2 separate regions of the Mus musculus genome follow, and region 2 is linked to region 1. Evidence: chromatin contacts called from public HiChIP or PLAC-seq data. All regions are on one chromosome and are shown on one strand. Each heading gives the region's core, a stretch centred on a gene start, on an enhancer-like site or on the middle of the called end of the contact. The rest is flanking DNA. Distances are from core to core; before and after follow the strand shown.

What was found. HiChIP or PLAC-seq counts read pairs in DNA pulled down with a chosen protein or histone mark.
Region 2: a BATF HiChIP or PLAC-seq map of CD8 T cells shows a contact between it and region 1, with 5 read pairs. The contact joins the promoter of Scp2 here to the enhancer-like site in region 1. A contact is called at or near these places in 2 of 15 datasets of contacts at CTCF or cohesin (CD8 T cells and pro-B cells), 5 of 484 Hi-C or Micro-C datasets (CD8 T cells, the CH12 cell line, DN3 thymocytes and 2 more), 6 of 115 datasets of contacts at active chromatin or transcription factors (the 230-238 cell line, CD8 T cells, bone marrow-derived macrophages and 1 more) and 2 of 9 other capture datasets (adipose tissue and pancreatic islet).

What each region holds. Positions count from the first base shown.
Region 1 is chr4:107,987,720-107,990,517 of GRCm38.p6, forward strand. All of the region lies in intron 2 of Slc1a7 (solute carrier family 1 (glutamate transporter), member 7), which reads left to right. Among named protein-coding and RNA genes, the nearest start is that of Slc1a7, 21 kb to the left of the region's middle. Within about 2 kb of position 1,397, at least 60 of the 459 cell types and tissues checked have an H3K27ac peak or open chromatin away from gene starts, as enhancers often do. A contact at or near this core is called in the 230-238 cell line, CD8 T cells, DN3 thymocytes and 3 more, where this site is marked.
Region 2 is chr4:108,117,159-108,119,956 of GRCm38.p6, forward strand. Scp2 (sterol carrier protein 2, liver) reads right to left here and starts at 1,389. Exons shown (of 16, transcript NM_011327.4): 1 at 1,221-1,389. The coding sequence starts at 1,289.

The DNA of each region.
Region 1 (2,798 bases), core at 147-2,646:
ATGTGGAAGCCAGGTGGGGTGCATAGGCAGCCTTCCTCTTCATCAGGAACCTGGCAGACAAGACCTCCCTTCCCCCACCCCTGCAGATTGAAACAGGCTGGGAGCCAGGCCAGCTCCCCGCCATCTCTGTAAGCTAATGTCTCTAATCACCTCAATCTCTTGATCCCCAATCCCTGGACACTCGGTAGTGAACCAGATGGCTTGGGAGGGAGTTGTAGGCCACTGGGCTCCCATCCTCCCTGGGGTTCCTCCTTGGGGCCTTTTACTGGGGCATTGCTAGGAGCACCTACCTAAGCATGGAGTGGGACAGACATGGCTTTTGTCCCTACCCTAAGTCAGGAGGAGTATTTGAAGTCATGTCTATAGGACTGGCTTTTCTGTCTGTAAGTCTTGTTCTAACATCCCATAGCTGGTCAACTTCGCTGTACTTGATTACTCCCTCAGACGGCAGGCTCACCAACAACAACCTACAGGCTGCAGCTATGGACAAGGCAGAACTCTGAGAGCTGAACTGAGAAGGGATTGCATGGGCTGGATCACATGGCAGTCATTATCATCCCAAAGTAGGCCTTAGACCAGAACCAAGAAACAGTGGGCAGAAGGGTCAGGAACTCTGCTCCAATCTTGGTTCTAAAACTTACTTCCTGAGTAGCCTGGCCAGGCGTCTTTCACCCTGAGCTCCATTGTCCCTATGTCAACCCAGAGCCTTCTCAGTATGGTAGCCACTAGGCTATCAAGTACTTGATATACAGCTAGTACATATACTGATTTATTGATTAATTTTAATTAAAATGTAAAGCCTGTGGAAGCATAAAAATTTCACATTGATTATGCATGGCAATAGTTTGGATATAGCAGGTTAAAGTATTATTAAATAGATTTCATATTTCCTCCTCCTCCTCCTCCTCCTCCTCCTCCTCCTCCTCCTCCTCCTCCTTCTTCTTCTTCTTCTTCTTCTCCTTTTCCTCCTTCTCTTTCTTCTCCTCCCCTCCTCTCCTCCTTCTCCTCCTTCTCCTTCTTCTCCTTCTCCTCCTTCTCCTTCTTCCCCTCCTCCTCCTCCTCTTCCTCCTCCTCTTCTTCTCTTTTCTTTTCTTTTTTCTTTGAGACAGGGTCTCACACTGTGGTCTGAGCTGTCTTGGCCTTTTTTAACTTTGTAAAATTAACTAAGAGGCAAGGGGCACAGGCCCTTGCCTATAATTCCAGTACTTGGGAAGTCAAGGGAGGAGATTCCAAAGAGCTTGGGGGCAGCTTCTAAAAAAACTAGTCAACTATTAGTAAATCTAAATGATGAGGAGTGGGTGCCCGGCATCGGGGTTCCTCAGGGTGTCGCTGACTCACAAGGCTGATGAACTGTGAGCGAGTGATATGCAGATCTTTGGGGAACTGAGAGCTCCTGGTAAACCGCAGCTCTATGGCTGCCAGGCAGGGTGTCTGGGCTATGTCTTTCATCACAAGCTCCATTCTGGGTGTAAGAGAGAAATCAGAGAAATAGAAAAAGCCACAGAACCCTCAGATCGTGACTGTGTTTGCATTTCCTCCTGGCTTCCCACAGCTAGGTGTCCACGGTGGTTCCTCAGGAAATCGGGCTCTCATGACACCCTGCACACAATCCTGCAAGTCAGAGAGGAGTCTATTTCCCAGGAGGTTCTGGGGCTCCCTGTTGTTAAATCACTTTTCCACTTTACATTACATTAGGACTGTCTTCATAGTGACAAGTCTGCCCTTTTGGTGGCTGCATAGCACAGTGGTGTATAGACATCTTTGTAGCCATTCTTGGCTACTTTATGGGTTCTTCCTTCTTCCACCCTTCTACATCCCCTTTCTTCCACCCTTTCAACCCCATAATACTAGAGAGAATAGAAAAAATAGAGAGGAAAGGAAAGAGATCCCTGTATAAAGTCAGGAATCAGAAAGGGGGTGATATTATAGTGAGACAACTTTCTGCAGACTGGGGCATCCAGTTCCTTGGCGGGGGGGGGGGGGGGCAGTTTGAGCCTTGCTGTCAGGATATCTAATTATTTCTTCTTCTTCTTCTTCTTCTTCTTCTTCTTCTTCTTCTTCTTCTTCTTCTTCTTCTTCTTCTTCTTCTTCTTCTTCTTCTTTTTCTTCTTCTTCTTCTTCTTCTTCTTCTTCTTCTTCTTCTTCTTCTTCTTCTTCTTCTTCTTCTTCTTCTTCTTCTTCTTCTCCTTCTCTTCCTCCTCCTCCTTCTCTTCTTCTTCCTCTTCTTCCTCATCCCCCTCTTCTTCTTTCCACATGACTACTTAACAAACCAAAACTAACAGTGACCAACAATGCATTTATATACCCTCTGAAAAGTCCCCAGAATTCCAAATGTCACACAATTGTAGAAACTATCTACTGCTGGCAAAATCAGACCCCTGCTAGAGCACGAGGCAAATCATAGTCAGCTGCCATGGAAAGTCTGAAGCAGCCTCATACCCCACACCTGAGATTAAAACAAAAACATGGTCTTATAATATTTACTGAGGTGGGGTTGGGTTTTTTTTGTTTGTTTTGGGGGGGTGTTTGTTTGTTTGTCTTTTAGAAACCAAAACTCCAAAATTGTTGCTACACATCTTTTCATCTTAGGACCAAAAATTTAGCTTCTGCCCATTTCAGAGGCTTCAGGAGATGCACAAATCACCCTGGAAATCCCCCTGCCTCAAACCTTGGGAATGTTTCACCCTGTCCTCTCTTCTCTTAGGCAGACATTGTGAAACATGCCATCTGGGAAGCAGTGGTCTGCTCCCTCTCCTCTGCACCCCTGGGGACCTCCCAGTCCGCCTTGACTCGACATT
Region 2 (2,798 bases), core at 139-2,638, 130 kb after region 1:
CAGAAGTTTAAAGCCAGCCAGGGCCATATAAGATACTTTTTTAAAAAAAAATCTAGAGAATATTCTGGAAAGTTTTACTGCCCACCTACTTACTATATGAGAAGCTCCCCCTCTGAGAAACAGTGGGATGCCCTTTAAGTTTTAGAACATATTAGTCAACTTTTCTATTTACATGTTTTGAATAAATTATTTGTTTTCACCTGTTACTAAGATAATGTAAAATTTGGGTTTTGTTTTTTTTTTTTACAGTACAAAAAGATTCTTCACAGTAACTCTTTCACCAGTAAATCCATTTAATATCAATCATCTAACATTCACTGTCATTAGGCACGAGTGATTTATCACTGTGAGTGATACAGCAGTAAATAATTGTGGTACCCACCCTGTAGCAATACATTAGGAGAATATAGTCATCTGAACAAAGAATCCCAGTGCATCAAAGTAAATTAGAGCTAAGCTCAAGGCTCTAGAGGTAAGAAAGACAAGATAGGGCTGGCGAGATGGCTCAACGGGTAAGAGAACTGACTGCTCTTCTGAAAGTCCTGGGTTCAAATCCCAGCAACCACATGTTTGTTTGTTTTGTTTTGTTTGTCGGTTTGGTTTGCTTTGTTTTGTGAAACAAGGTCTTGATATGATTCAGACTCGCAGCAGTTCTCCTGGCTGCATCTCCTAAAGCTCATACTAGAGATGTGAACCACCCGGCCGGCCTACTCGGGATTTAGAATCTAAGGAAGTGTGAGATTTGTGCTGTGTTGGGGGCTCCTTCACAGACTAAAAAGCTAGAATAAGCAAACAGGAAGGCGAATAAAAAAATGACTGAGAGGGGCTGGCGAGATGGCTCAGTGGTTAAGAGCACCGACTGCTTTTCCGAAGGTCCGGAGTTCAAATCCCAGCAACCACATGGTGGCTCACAACCATCCGTAACGAAATCTGATGCCCTCTTCTGGAGTATCTGAGGACAGCTACAATGTACTTACTTACATGTACTTACATATAATAAATAAATAAATCTTTAAAAAAAAAAAAAATGACTGAGAGAACAAGCCCAAGATACTGAGACCCTAGTGACAGCATCATACACCCTCAGGTCGCCTCTCTGGAGGGAAAGGTCAGAGGGACAGCAGCGCAGACTGTGACCGTCCCCTTGCCGCGCTTCCCTGTCGCCTCGGACTGCGGGGAATAACAGAGGCAGATCTCTCGCTGCTCACAACTCTGTTTACCTTGGTCATGCCAACGCCGACCACGAACACCCGGCGCAGGCGCGGAGATTTCAAAGCGACAGAAGGCATGGCTCCAGCAGCGAAGGTCTCCTACAGACTGAGGCTTTGCAGAACCAAAGCCGGGTCGGGTCCGATTATCCCAACCCCAGGCGTCGGGGGCGGGGCCGCAGCGTCAGGGGCGGGGCCGAGTTACGGGAACCGACCGGAGGAGGCAGGGTAGAGGATGTACGCATGCGTGGCGATCCTAGAGCCAAGTCCTTTATGGGTTCTTTTGACCTACTGTGTTAGACTCAGGCAAAGTTTCTCAAGGAGGCCTCGGTTTCTGTGCTTCCTCTTTTTACAGTGAGAGAGGGAAGGCCTAAAATGGAAGCTCTGGCCTCAGAGGAAACTCAGAATCCTGTGGGGATTCTCTAGAGTGTTAGAGACGTTCTGTATGTGTGAGAGTAGTTACAACACGCAGTATATGAGCAAAAAGCACGATGTACACTAATAAAGTCAGAATTCTATGTGCGGATAAGATGTTTTTTAAAAATTAAGTCAGATCAGGGCTTAGTGGTTCACACCTTTAATATCTCCACACGAGAGGAAGAGGCAGGCAGATCTCTGCCAAAAATGGTACAAAGACCAAAATCCATCAAAGACCTGGTCCATAGTTCCAGGAAACAGGAAAGTCTCTAAATGTGGTAACCTTACGTTTTGGCTTCCGTAGTTCTGTTTCTTGCTAATTGAAGTGTGCCAACCAGAATGTGGGTTTCCATGATTGGACAAGTATCCTCTGTAGCCAGGAGCCATCAATACGAAGTTTGTTCTCAGCCTTAAGAGTGTCTGTGTCGGGCTGGAAAGATGGCTCAGCGGTTAAGAGCACTGACTGTTCTTAAAGGTACTGAGTTCAAATCCCAGCAACCACGTGGTGGTTCACAACCATCCGAAATGCGATCTGATGCCCTCTTCTGGGGTGTCTGAAGACAGCTACAGTCATAAATAAATAAATAAATAAATAAATAGGAAAAAAAGGTATATATTACTATCCCCTAAACTTAAAAAAAAAAAAAAAAAAAAAAGAGTGTCTGTGTCTCTATTACTATCCCCTTTAAAAGAAAAAAAAAAAGAGTTTCTGTGTCTGAGCTGGCGAGATGGCTCAGCGGGTAAGAACACTGCTCTTCTGAAGGTCCTGAGTTGAGATCTGACGCCCTCTTCTGGTGTGTCTGAAGACAGCTACAGTGCACTTATGTATAATAATAAATAAATCTTAAAAAAAAAAAAAAAAACAGACTGTCTGTGTGCTGTTCTCTGGTGGACATGCCTCAAAACAAATTCAAGTCCAGCCTGGAATCATCTGCAAAGTGAGACCCTGTCTCAAAAAAAAAAAAAAAAAAAAAGAAGAAGAAGAAGAAGAAGTTATAATGTGCATGGGGGGGGCTAACTTGCTCTGTAGACCAGGCTGGCCTCACATACAGAAATCCGCCTGTCTCTGCCTCCCAAGAGCTGGGATTAAAGACTTGGGCCATTACTGCCCAGCAACTATGCATATTTTTTTGTAACAGCCAGTCAAGCATAATCCGATCGGTCAGACCATGT